3 separate regions of the Anas platyrhynchos genome follow, and regions 1 and 2 are each linked to region 3. A link is a contact called in public Hi-C data. All regions are on one chromosome and are shown on one strand. The core of a region is the stretch at or near the end of the contact, and the rest is flanking DNA. Distances in the headings are between cores, read along the strand shown. Region 1 holds the start of RAD51AP1 (RAD51 associated protein 1). Region 2 holds the start of TIGAR (TP53 induced glycolysis regulatory phosphatase). Region 3 has its middle 13 kb from the start of FGF23.

Evidence for each region. A called contact is a pair of places that touch in the nucleus more often than the background predicts.
Region 1: a Hi-C map of subcutaneous adipose tissue shows a contact between it and region 3, with 2.4 times the contacts expected there. The contact joins the promoter of RAD51AP1 here to the enhancer-like site in region 3. A contact is called at or near these places in 3 of 8 Hi-C or Micro-C datasets (F5 follicle, skeletal muscle and subcutaneous adipose tissue).
Region 2: a Hi-C map of subcutaneous adipose tissue shows a contact between it and region 3, with 1.7 times the contacts expected there. The contact joins the promoter of TIGAR here to the enhancer-like site in region 3. A contact is called at or near these places in 3 of 8 Hi-C or Micro-C datasets (liver, skeletal muscle and subcutaneous adipose tissue).

What each region holds. Positions count from the first base shown.
Region 1 is chr1:79,419,216-79,423,619 of IASCAAS_PekinDuck_T2T, reverse strand. It overlaps RAD51AP1 (RAD51 associated protein 1), which reads right to left and starts at 2,286. Exons shown (of 9, transcript XM_072042680.1): 1 at 2,198-2,286; 2 at 1,749-1,792; 3 at 161-302. The coding sequence starts at 2,229. It overlaps FERRY3 (FERRY endosomal RAB5 effector complex subunit 3), which reads left to right and starts at 2,211. Exons shown (of 14, transcript XM_072042674.1): 1 at 2,211-2,349; 2 at 2,635-2,832; 3 at 3,116-3,261. The coding sequence starts at 2,655.
Region 2 is chr1:79,312,932-79,317,476 of IASCAAS_PekinDuck_T2T, reverse strand. It overlaps TIGAR (TP53 induced glycolysis regulatory phosphatase), which reads right to left and starts at 1,282. Exons shown (of 6, transcript XM_027449912.3): 1 at 1,107-1,282. The coding sequence starts at 1,138. LOC140003225 (a long non-coding RNA gene) reads left to right here and starts at 2,500. Exons shown (of 3, transcript XR_011811490.1): 1 at 2,500-2,755; 2 at 3,156-3,265.
Region 3 is chr1:79,357,267-79,361,742 of IASCAAS_PekinDuck_T2T, reverse strand. No RefSeq gene overlaps it. Among named protein-coding and RNA genes, the nearest start is that of FGF23, 13 kb to the right of the region's middle. Within about 2 kb of position 2,497, at least 3 of the 8 cell types and tissues checked have an H3K27ac peak or open chromatin away from gene starts, as enhancers often do. A contact at or near this core is called in subcutaneous adipose tissue, where this site is marked.

The sequences.
Region 1 (4,404 bases), core at 1,037-3,536, 62 kb before region 3:
GCTGAAAATAATTACCACACTAATATGTCGTATTTTTACTCTCAGCTGTTTAAAACTCTAGAAAAAAAACTAACACAACAACAAAAACCACCACAAATACTACTATTGAAATACAGCTTCTTTCTTCAAACACAGTCAACCACGTTTCAACACTTCTCACCTTTTACTAGGTGCCTGCTTTTGAAATGGAGTTAATTCTTTGTGTGTTATTTTTTGCTTCTCTTTTTTCTCCTTCTTTGGTTCCTTCAGCTGTGTTCTGGATTTTTTGCTTAAAGGTGCAGCTATACATGCAAAGTCTTCATCTATTTAAGAAATAACAACAAATAGTAATTAGGTTTCCTCCAATATATTCTTCCATGTGGCCAAAAAGAAGTCACTCAACCCAATTTCATCATACACTGAAAATAACACCAAACATAGCCTTTTTGACATCAACACTATTAGAAAGAAAAAAAAAGAAAAAGAAAAAGTGTAACAGTACTGTTCTTAAAAGTATTTTTAATGAAAGTTTAACATGACTTCTTTCACATCTGTTTTAATGGTGATCATTTGTTACCAGAATTTCAATAACTAAAGTTTCACCTTTTCATATACAGAACAATAATTTTTATAATATCAATCATTGTCATTAATCAGTTTTAGAGTCTTGAGGTTTTGTGAATTGTTCCCATTAATGACTCCTGTTCATTAGAAATGTTCCTGCTTCCCTTTTTCTAGCTTTCTCATATTGCCTCTTAGCAAATACAATGTATTTTCTTCAGTTTTCCAAGAAAATTAGAAGGCATAGAAACCACCTTTCTTCCAACTGAAGACACTGCAGTTCACAGTACAAAATAAGGAAAAAAGTATAATGGTCTTCAGTGCTCTCTAAATGCCAGAGAACATGTACATATATATATGATCAATTCTGAGGAAACAAACAAACAAACACAAACAAACCATGAGGGACAGAAGAAAAGTGACTTAACTTTTGTTTAAATATTACAAACGGTCACTTAAAGACTAAGAAAAGTCATGCACCACATTTAAACTCATGAAACTAAAGCTCTGCACTAACCTGCAGGACTTGCAAGGGACCATCAACATTATTTACTTCACCTTCTCCTTCCCATCACTTCACACTATTCAATTCATCTCACAAACAGATGAAGAGCAAGCAGGAAAACAACCAACCAAGAGCAACAAAAAATCCATAGTCCAAATCCATGAAAGTAAGGAAACCCAAATTCAGTACCGAAAACATGTGACACCAATTGGGGCTCAGAGGAAAGAAGGACTGTCATGAAAATAAATAGCCTGCAATCTATTTTTCTTATCAATGAATCTCAACATTTGACTGTTAAGTTCTCACCCAGAACCCATCAAGGTACAGAGCTGCAATAGGAATGTTAGGTCTATGTACAGACAATCCACAATTCCTGACAATATTCTGGTTTACAGTCCTGCGAACTGATCTTCAGGAGGACATGGAACAAGCAATTCTCTCTGAAAACTAAGGCAGGGAAAGAAACAATTTTCTTGCAATAACACAGTGTATTCACTAGTTCCCTAATAAACTGTTAGCATACCCTGGCTTACAGTCATCATATTCCTGTTGAATCAGGACTTTTAACAGTGTGCACAGTTTACTTCCACTAAAAGCAGTAAGTCTTGTTGCTGAAGTGATTCATTACAAACACTCCACTGATGCTTTGGGTAGTGGCATTAGTGTTTGACATTTTTGTTACATAGAAAAATACATCACTTACCATCATCTTCACCAAATTCGGAATAATCAACAACTTTCTTGCTCCTGTGGCAAAACCGCACAGCGTTAATCATTTGGGAGTGAGAACCCTGACTTGCTAATACTTGACTTCGGGTAACTCAAGATTTTAAGGAAAACAATAACGCACGTTCAGATGTTTTACTGTAAGGTTATTAAGAGCCACAGAAGGGTTTGAGCTCTGCCTCAAAGCCACCCAGCCCCACTCCCCTGCAGGGACACCTCCCACCAGACCAGGTTCCCCAGCCTGGCCCTCAACACCTCCACGGATGGGGCACCCACAGCTTCTCGGGGCAACCCGATCCAGGGCCTTGCTGCCCTTATAGCAAAGGGTCGGGGCCCTGGCCGGGCCCCCTCAGCCGAGGGCGGGTAACGGCCGGGTAACGGCCGCCGGCTTTCTAGGAAACGCCCCCCCCCCCCCCCAGCCCTCACCTCCGCACCGGCCGCGCCGTTCCCGCGGCCATGACGACACCACCCGCGCCTCGCCCCGCACATTCGCCACGGGGCGGCTGGTGGCGAATCTGCGCCTGCGGACGCGAAGCTGGCGCCGCCCGCTCGGCAGCGGGGGGCGGCGGGGCGCGGAGGTGAGGCCGGGGCGGGCGGGGGGCGGCTCGGGGAGGGGGGCCGCGCGGCCCGGCCTCGGCCCGGGTTTGGGGTAGGTGGTGGTGGGGGTAAGCGGCTGGGGCTTGGTTTAACATCGCAGAATGGCTGGGGCTGGGTTAGTCAAAAATGAGATTAATATTTATGAAAAATGCAGGTTTTAAAGTTTTAAAAACCAGAAGTTGTTAATTGTTAACAAAACACGCTTTTTGTTAGCGTATTTGTGTATGGTTTTACTAGAATCTAACTCATGCACGTTTTATTGCTAGTTCACGAAACCAGCTCGAGGATGAAGCCTAATAAAGGAAACGTCTGCATTAGGGAGAGAGACTATGTGTACGAATTCAATGCTGGAAATCAGCATCTAGTGCTGACAGTGCCCCTTAAATTTCCTGTGCAAGAAAATGTCAGTCATCTGCATGGACGTCTAATGCTTCTGCACAACCTGCCATGTTTTATAGAGAATGGTAAGACTTGAATTTTTAAATTTTGAATTTTTAGTGTCACGTATTCATGCCCATAAATACCTTATGCCACACTTGAAGAAACCAAAAGAAAGGTACTTAGTAGAAATGTTTTATTTTTTTTTAATAGCTAAACATTTAAGAAAATGGCTATCAGTACTAGAAGGAAAGTGCCTAAGTAAAAGGTTTTCAGAAAAAAAAAATCTTTCTATGTTTCCTAGTTGATTGCTGATAACTTCCACTTAGATGGTTTTGTTGATGGGCCATTCTCTGTTTGTTATAATAGACCTGAAGCAATCTCTTAGTAAGTTCATAGAAGAGGAAACTATAAAAGATTATGATAGAGAAGCTGAAATGGCTCTGGAAGCAGTGAAATCAGGAAAAGTAGACATAAACCAGCTGGCAGATGCTTGGTCTAAAGCTTATAAAGAGGTAAGACTAAGGCTGAAAAATTAATGTTCAGAATTTGATTTGTGTGTATGTGTGTGCACATGTATGCAGACGTAATCACTTCTGTGAAGGTGCAAAATTACATGGAAATTTCATTTTTACAATTCTTACGATTTTTTTCCTTTTATTCCAAAGTGATTATTAGGTATTCACCCTGGAACTTATTAGTCAGTTTTTTCCTGAATTTAACTCATTACTGGCAAAAATTTAGTAGAGTTAAAAAAACAAAACGGAGAAGTAAAATAGATAGTGACTGTCAAACAAAATTAGATCTAGGAGTTATGATACATTAGAATCAAAGAACAAGATTTGCGTTGATCCCATCCAGAATGTCAAACATACCAATGAAGTCTCCTAAAGAAAACTGTGAACAAATTGTATGCCTTGATGAACATGAATAAAATGAAATTAGCTTAACCTTTAAGAAGAAAAAATCTGCATTGGGTGAGCACAGGAATGTTTCAAATAATTGAAAGAGTTTACCCTCTTCTGCTCTGAAGGTTACTATGAATAGGTTAGGCAAACTCTTTAAAAATTTATTTAAAATCTTGCCTCAGTGCAAGGATTATGATTTTATCATCTCTTGACATTTCTTCAATGTTACCATCTAAATTTATCATCTGAATCTGGTGGGAATCACAGCAAATACAAGGATCGTATCAGTATAGAAGAGCCTGCTGAACTGGCATCTATCTCTGATTATCTCTTGTTAATGAAAAATTGCTTTTCTTAAGTCATTGCTGTTGATCACATTGTAGTGACATCAGAGTTTGGTCCTCCTTTCTAGTAAGATGTTTTTCTTTGCGCAGATGATGTTTTGGACCCTATCTAAACTTCATCAAATGCAAATGATGTTGTGCAGATTTATTTTTTTGACATATTTTTTTGACCTTAAATACTTAAAATAGTAAGTGCTAAATTATTCTTCTTTTCACGCTGATGGTGAAAATTGATGATTCTTCACTGTTGGCAAAACCATAATACTTCTGCTGCTAGTTGCTTTGAAAGAGAATATGAGAAGAGAGAAAATGATAAAAGCTAAAGCAGAATACAGACAGCTCAAATCAAGGAGATAATTCATGTACGTTGAAGGACATGCATCAGTGTGAATGCCCAGTTGGTTTT
Region 2 (4,545 bases), core at 33-2,532, 43 kb after region 3:
TTAAGATGAGCCCCAAATAGATAACCAATGACAGAAAGCAAGTATTTTAAGAGAGAACACTATTTTACAGCACACTTTAAACATCCCTGCGCCCAGGGCAACAATTTAATCCTTCACACTCTATCCACACCCTGACAGCTGTTTTCAGCCTCCTGAGGAAAACACATCAGGGTGGATGGAGTCCATCCTGCTGGTCATCAGCTTGGGGGTGGGGAACAGCAGCATCCCCAGATTTCCAAGTAACACTGACTTAGTGCAGCGCACACAAGCACAGCCTAAGTTAAACCAACCCATTTCCTGATGAATGACTTGGATCTTTCCGAAGTGCCTCCTACAGTCCCACCTGAAGATAGTTTAACAAACTGTTTCTGGCTTTGATGCTTTCTAAATGACGTAAAAGTAATGCTGCAACTAGAGCACCGAGTCATGGGAGATAGGTCTGGAAGGGAAGAATAACTCTGTTTAAGAGGAAAATTAGAAATAGGAAATTGTTGCTCTAATTGCACTAATCAAGTATTAAGCCATATTATGCTGAAGATGAAATGTAAGTTTGGTTTTCATAAAGTTAGGCAGCGAACTACTGTGAGTTGGAGGGAGCTGTAGCTAGCTTGCTAACTGCTAACTTAAATTAAGTTGACTTTCATTTGGAGGGAGCTGGAGCAGCTTAGTCCCATTAACCACTGGTCTCGGTCCATATCCACTACAGCCTGAAAGTGCAGCTCGCCTCAGCGCTTTTGAAGAAGCCACAAATGCCAGTTCCGTAACATTTCGCAGCAGAAAGGTTAGCCTACCCTTCTGGAGCGAACCCGCCACCCCACCAGAGAGCTTCTGGCAGGAGGACGGTCACAAGACCCAGGAGCTCATAAATAGCCCTTACTAAATTTACGTCTAACACCGGACCTCGGCCGATCCCGAACCACCCTGACACCGCCTGCCTGAAGCAGAGCCCCCCCCGCCACCACCCCCACCCCCCCGGCTGCGGGTGAGGGCCGTGGGGCTGACGGAGCTCCCGCCCAGAGAAGGGCTGGCGGCGGAAACGAAGGCTTTGTTTCCCTGAGGGAGGAGGAGGAGGAAGAGGAAGAGGAGGAGGAGGCGGCGGTACTCACTGCCGGACAACGGTCAGCCCGAAGCGAACCATGACGGACCGCCACCACCACGCCGGCTGCCGGGGCCCGCACTGCGGCGCCCGGCGGTGACGTCACGGGGCGGCAGCCGCCATTGCTCCTCCTCCTGCTCCTGCTGCTGCTGCCTCCTCCTCCACCTCCTGCTGAGGTGCGCGGAACGGGAAGGTGGCTCCTGAGGGAAGCCTTCGGCTCGTTTCACTAAATCTATCAATCAATAAATAAATATAACAATCAATCAATAAACAAAAACCTACTCCCCCCCCCCCCCCCCCCCAAAAAAAAAGACACTTTCTAAAAAATACACTTTCTATGCGAACTTTTTTTTCTCAAAAACTTCTCTGCCTCCAAAACCTCCTCTGCCTCCATTCCAACAACCCGCCGCAAGGAGAAGCGCCACCGAGGCACAGTTTCGTGCCTCAGCCACGAGCTTTTTCCACCTCTTGGAATACGTTGGGAGCCCCAGCACGCTCATCACATTACTGTTTGTCAGGGACTGTGGGGATAGACGCGGGCTCAACCTGTGTTTGGCAGGAGAAAGTGTGTTTGAGGGGAACGGCTGCTCTACAGGCAGCAGGTACATCATCTAGCGGAGACGTGGGCTGTGCCAACCAGGCCTTAAAATGCTACGGATGTAGAATATTTCTTCTTAACAAATCCCCATAACAATTAAATTGAAGACATATACTGTCTGAAACATCATTTAAGGTCTCAATGCACATATTCTTACTTTACAATTATAATCGGGTGGCTTTCATCTTAAACACTGATTTTCACGTAATCTCATGATTCTAGGACAAGAAGCTTGACTAAGTTTATTAGGTTTCAAAAGACACAATATTTGCTGATGTTCAGACTTGTTCTATCAACTAAAATAAGAACACTAATCGACAACAGGACTTTGCTTGTAGTATCAGTAGTGAGTAAATTATGCTTCAGTACAAGTTTTGGTTAAAAGTTTTGGAAGCCAAATCATATTTTCTCAGTGATCAGCAGCAGAGAGAGGGCTGGTTTCAAAACAACTGTTCCAGACCGGCAGATCACAAGGCAAAAAAGTGGGTGATATAGGCACATTTGTAGACTTCCATAACAACTGGAGCCAACCTGGTCTTGTGTGATACAACTCGTAGAATAGTTTGGGTTGGAAGAGACCCTAAAGATCATCCGGTTCCAACCCCCCTGCCATAGGCAGGGACATCTACAACTTCTCTGGGCAACCTCTTCCAGTGCCTCACCACCCTCTGAGTGAAGAATTTGCTCCCAAATATTTAATCTAAATCTATCCTTGTCCTGGTTTCAGTTAGCACAGAATTAATTTTCTTCCTAGTAGCTGGTGGAATGCTGTGTTTTGGCTTAGGATGAGAAGAGTGCTGATAACACCCCGATGCTTTAATTGTTGCAGAGCAGTGCTTATACTAAGCCAAGGACATCTGAGCCTTTTGCTCTGTCCTGCCAACGGGCAGGCTGGGGGTGCAGTAAGAGCTGGGAGGGGACAGACCCAGGACAGGTGACCCAAACTAGCCAAAGGGGTATTCCATACCATCTGACGTCATGCTAAACAATATATAGGGGTGGCTAGCTGGGGGGAGGGGGCCGGACTGCTCGGGGTTAGGCTGGGCATCGGTCAGCGGGTGGTGAGCAATTGCATTGTGCATCACTTGTTTGTACATACTATTACTTTCGTATTATCACCATTGTATCATTATTATTATTTTTGTTATTATTATTTTCCTGTCTTATTAAACTGTCTTTATCTCAACTCACGGGCTTCACTCTCCATTTCTCTCCCCCGTCCCAGAGAGGGAGGGGGGAGGGTGAGCGAACGGCTGCGTGGTGTTTAGCTGCCGGCCGGGTTAAACCACGACAATCCTCTTTTAGTTTAAAACTGCTACCCGTTGTCCTATCACTACACTTCCTGCTACAGAGTCCCTCTCCATCTTTCATACAGGCCCCCTTTACGTACCAGAATACCATTATAAGGTCTTTCTGGAGCTTTCTCCAGGATGAACATCTCCAGCCCTCTTGTCTTCACAGGAGAGGTGCTCCAACCCTTTGATCATCCTCACAGCCTTCCTCTGGACTCACTCCAACATGTCCATGTCCTTCTTGTGCTGGGGGTCCCAGAGCTGGACGCAGTACTCCAGGTGAGGGTCGTAAGAGCAGAGAAGAGGGGGAGAATCACCTTCCTCAAACTGCTGTCCATGCTTCTTTTCATGCAGTCCAAAGCCTCCCTACATTTTCTGAAAAATGAGACAGATTGTGATCTTCTTCAGGCCCTATTTACCCAAATCATTTCAGTGCCTGGGCTCTAGATGGGAGATTGGTGGAATAAAATTTTGGCATCCAGAATCTTGGATGAATTTCATATTAAGACCGTTGCAGATTGACTTGTTGGATGGAAGCCACTTTTGCTCCACAGCCACCATCATTCTTGAGAAATAACAGAGAAGAGGAACTGGGAAGAGGAGCAGAGAGGAGAGCAAAACTAAACTGAACATTGCCACCCACCTACCTACCAACTTCTTATCCATGCCCTGTATTACAGTGGTGTTTGCAGACTTAAGAGTAAAACTGACGTCTGATCTAGATAAAATAAATCAGCTCTGTTGCCTAGTGGTATTCTTTCTGGGCCAATTGACACCATTAGTGGGAAGATGCATCTTCATTTTGTAGTTGACATTCTTGTTGCTTATGCATTGTTCCCTGTGTGAGTAAAGGGATTCTTTCCTCGGTTGCTAGGGTTTGCCATTCTGACTTTCACTTTTCCTAGTATGGATGAGCAAAGCAAAAGAAAAGAAGTTTTAGAAAAATAGAAGTTTGTTTTGCTGTTCCTTCCTTACCTCCTGTTTTTGAAAAAAAAAAAAAATCATGAAAAAAATACACTTACATTTTGGCAAACTGCAACAGCACTACATAGAAGGTGTTTTTATTAACACAGAAATAAGATATTCTCCCCAGGAAAAGGTCCTACTAGACAGAAATAGTAAGGATTTAAAATGCTGTCATTTGGGGAAATTAACCATAAAAATTTGGTCAAATCATGTCTCTGTTATTGATATAGGGTAGGATAACAGGTAATATGTATTTTATGGTTTCCAAAAGCAAGGAAAGAAATGGAGAAGTCACCTAAGGGTGAACACAAACACCCAAGAAATTATAATAACACAAAAGGACTGAGAAAATAGTATTTAATATTAATATTTTAATCTCTTTGCTGAGGATGATTTGTAACAAGCAATGAACAATGACTTGACTGCTGGTAAAATGGACAAAGTTACAAAAGAACCAACCACAGATCATCTTTTTCACCTCAGAAAGCTGAAGTTTTATGGTTTACAGATGATCTAATTAACCAAAATATTAGTTGGTCAGAGAGCTGAGTGTATTTGCTTTAGGATTTCACAACAGAAAGAAAAAATGTTAT
Region 3 (4,476 bases), core at 1,248-3,747:
ATCTTGAAATCCCATGGGACCTGCCTAATTGCTTCCTGGTCCTCTTTTCCTTCTCACTTAATCTTGGTGTACAAGTCGGGAGACTCAAGTCAAGGGAGTCTCAGAGTCTCTAGCTGTTCAGAAGAGCCTGTCTTTTAGGAACCACAATGAGAAACCAAAGCAAAGGTGAGAACTAGACCCAGTTTCTCACAGATCATAAAGTCCTGCACAGGCAGCAGGATTCCTCGAGTCTGCTGTAGGTCAGCTAAACTCAGCCTTGCAAATGTTCCTGACAACAAAACACACACAGGGTGCCAGGATGAGGGAAAAACTATTGCTGTGGTCTACTTATACTTCAGTAAGGCTTTTGACATCATTTCCCATAGCATTCTCCTAAAGAAGCTGGCAGGTCAAGGCTTGGGTCTGTGTACGCTCTGTTGGGTTAAAAACTGGCTGGCTAGCCAGGCCCAAAGAGTCGTGGTGAATGGAGTTAAATCCAGTTGGAGGCTGGTCACTAGTGGTGTCCGCCTGGGCTCAGTACTGGGGCCAGTCCTCTTCAATATCTTTAGCAATGATCTAGAATAAATGATAGAGGCTCAGGGGAGACTTACTGCATGTTATAATTATCTTAAAGAAGAGTGTAGCAAGGTGGGGATCAGGCTCTTCTCCCAAGCAGTAAGTGATAGGACAAGACAAAATGGCCTCCCATTTTGCCAGGGGAGGTTTAGGTTGGATATTAGGAGAAATGTCTTCACTGGAAGGGTTGTGCGGCATTGGAACATGCTGCACAGGGAAATGGCTGAGTCACCAGCCCTGGAGATCTTCAAAAAACATGTAGATGTAGAACTTAGTAACATGATTTAATGGTGGACTTTTCACTACTAGATTAAAAGTTGCACTACATGACAGAGGTGTTTTCCAACCTGAATGGTTCTATGATTCTGGGCCTATCTTGTCAGAAGTAGGTTAGGACTGCCCACTCAATGGTCCTGCTGCCTGGTGAGGTCAGCAGGATCAGTCTTCATCTCCTACCTAGTCACAACAGCAGAGCTCAGGATGAGAGACAAGCATCAACACACTGCATGTCTGAGCTGCCTCAGCAGAGTGCTCATCTTCAGCTCTGTCGTGGAACCCACTGATCTTTACCCCAGTCTGATTTCCCAAACTGGCTTTAACACAGCTCTGTCACCACATGGACCTGCCTGGCTTTCACTGGACCTGATTCTGATGGGAAGATCAGGTCTAGGTCCTAGACCTTTCTTGTCACCATGATGTTGTCTTGTGATCTGGGCTCTTGTCTGGGCCTGCCACCATCTCTGGGTCTGCTCTATGCCCCAGTTTGGGTATTGTGGGACAGCTGCTGACTGGTGAGGTGATTGATTTGCTATGCCTCTGATTATTTTATTTTATTTTATTTTATTTATTTATTTTTTCCTCTCAGCTCTCAGATCCTCTTCCCCTAGAGAGCAGACCCAGCCCACACTGGTCCCTGACACTTGTTTACCACAGTGACTTCTAGTGAGTGATCCACCGAAAGAGATGAGCTTTGTTCTTTTAAACTGGTTGTTGTGTCCTAGCAGGATTCTATGCCAGATGCTTCAGAGAAAATAAATTTCTGTCTTAGTATCTTCTGATGATGCATTTGGCAAAGTATCCAGTGTTTCACAAAACAGAAAAAGCATTTTCCAGATATTCCATTCCACACACATGCACAGACATATGAGACACAAATGTAAAAGCTGGATTGAGATACATCACCATCATTCTAAAGAACAATGTTTCTCTGTAAATTAGCAGTATTAGAGAGATTACCATGAATTTTCGCAACTCTGTACAAATTGCATTTCTGCTTCCAAAAATGGAGGAGAAAGACAACTCTGGGAAAAGGTCTGTCATGGAGATGTGTAGTTGAAGAGGCAGCAGGGAAAGGTTTATAGGATTCTGGACTAGCCTTTGGGAGATCTAAATGGTGTGTGACAACTACCTCAGCCATCTATTTTTCACATAACAACAATATTATTTCTGTCTTCTGTATATTGCCACTCAAGTACTGAAACTCCAACTAGATTTTACCCCTTGCCTTCTCCAGGCCAAACTAATCCAGCTCTAACAGCCTGTCCTTGTGTATCATTCTCCAGTCCACATAAATTTTAGTGGATCTTTACTGTATGTGCTCCCATCTGTTAACATCTCTCTTGCAATGTGGATCGCCAAATCAGACACTGTTTTATATGTGGCCTTACAAAAGGGAAATAAATACTTCCTTCAATCTGTTGGTTATGCTTTTTCGAATGCAACCCAATATGCCATTGTTTTTTTAATGGTTGGGTTGATAGTCTTGCTTAAACTAAGGAGTCTCAGAGGGTATGGGCTGGTAAAGGCAGAGAGTCTATAAACTGGGGATTCCCCCTCCAGCCTCTCAAGGGAATCACCAGACATTCATTTAATACAGTTCAGTGCAGGAGCATGACAATGGGGTGAGGTTAGTGTCTGGATTTCATAAGGCAATTTGCAAAGAGAAATTAAACTGTTGTGAAACAATCCAGTCCCCAGGAGGGTTAGCAATGCTCTGCTCTGCTCCCACCGTTGCTAAGGAAAGCAGAGGATCTTTGACAGAAATTTGCAGGCCATAATCTTTCAGTGACTCAAGAATGCTGGTCAGTAATGGCCATGTGACAAGCTATGCTCATAAAAGGAAAAAAAAAATAATAAAAAAACAGCCTCAAATCTCGTTTGCATTTCCTTTTTTTTTTATATATATATATACATATATATATGTGTCTATACATATCTCTACACACCCCCACCCCTACTTTTTCTTATGTAATTGGCTGAATGTTCTGCATCAGTTTAATCAAAGAAGGACAGAATTATGTCCCAGGTATTTAACTAAGAAGGACTTTGTTCTTTGGGAAAATGACCCAAGTGCGAACTCCTGTGCCTCAGGTTTAGAGTCACAAATGACTCAGCAGAAGCAAAGAGGATATTTGGTTTCCCTGCCATAATGCAAGACTGAAGGAAGAAACACGAATCTCTTCTAGTTGTGGGGTAACTGAGGAAGAGACTGAGGATAAGACAGTGTGGGAATCTCTAGGTTTATTACACGTAATGTAAACTGGATGTACATTTAATTGCAGTGACCAACCCTGACTGATGAAATAGCTGTCACTGGAAAAAAAATCCTAAAAACAAACAACTAAGTATGCAGCCACAAGTAGAGAGTTCTTTTTTTCTCTGCAGCCAACCTCTGCATCCAGCTCAACCCAAAAGCATGTTTGTTTTGGAAGCCATAGTCTGCTGAAAAGAGTTTGGCCAAAATCCAAGGGGCGAATAAGTCCAGATGAGCTGAACAAGCTGTGCCCTTGGATCATGAGAAGAACATATAATTCAATCCTTTATTGCATGCATGCATATCATTGGTTATTTTTTGTTACAAGGTGTAGAGTAAAATGCCTTGATTGGGACTAAATTTCTGTCCCCTAACTCAACTGTTTAGAGTCCTCAATTTTACTGTGTGTTTGTGATTTCATGGGCCAGAACTCATAGCACTAGAATAGCTCCTCCAAGGACAATACAACCATACCAACTTACGTCAGATGAGAAATCATTAGGGATAATGTATAAAACAATGAAGTTGTTTGCGGTTATATTTTTACACGGTTGCCAGGATAAAAGCACCTAACTTTCTCTTAAATATTTCTTAGGAAAACTGATATATTCTGAGTTATTCCAGGTGATCAGAGCCTATTTTTTTCTGGGGTTATTCCATCTGTGACCTGAACCAGAGCTTACCAGGCCAATAAAAATCCTCCGGTTTATTCAATGGACAAGAGATCTGCTTCTAAAATATATAGAAGGTAGTTATGATAACGAGCATAGGTGTCATTCAGTGAGATCATCACCTTTTTCAAAAGCACTTTAGTGCTTTTATCTCAGTTATCCAGTGAGGAACAAGTTAGTTTACATTTACTCCAGGGTCAAAATACAAGCAGGGCACTTGACAAATCCTTACACTACCTTGGCTCTTGGCAATGTTTCCATGCAGCCAGGCCTTCAGACCTCTTGCTGAGGTGATGGGAATAACAAGTAGCACAAGCAGATTATTTGACTCTAACCTCATGATCTTGCCTGGCTTGATCCAGAGACCCTTACTGTGAAATGTTAAGTACTTCTGCACTTTAATATAACCATGTAGCTAACCCTATGCAAAAGTGTTAAATCCTAGAGCTAAATGAACAGAAATGTTAGGAAACTTAAAGTAAACCAAAGATTATTTTTTTTCCCAAAACAAAACAATTTGTCAGCCTATCTTTAGCTTATATGCAGCACAGTACATTAGGGGATGAATGCCTGAACTGATTTTCTTGTTGAGACTGCATATCTGGATCTTCAGTATTCCTGAGGACATAGAAGCAAGCACACAAGAAGAATGAATATACTTCTGTAAATGAGACACACTACCTAGATAGGCCGGTCAACAATACTGGATGTGCCAGC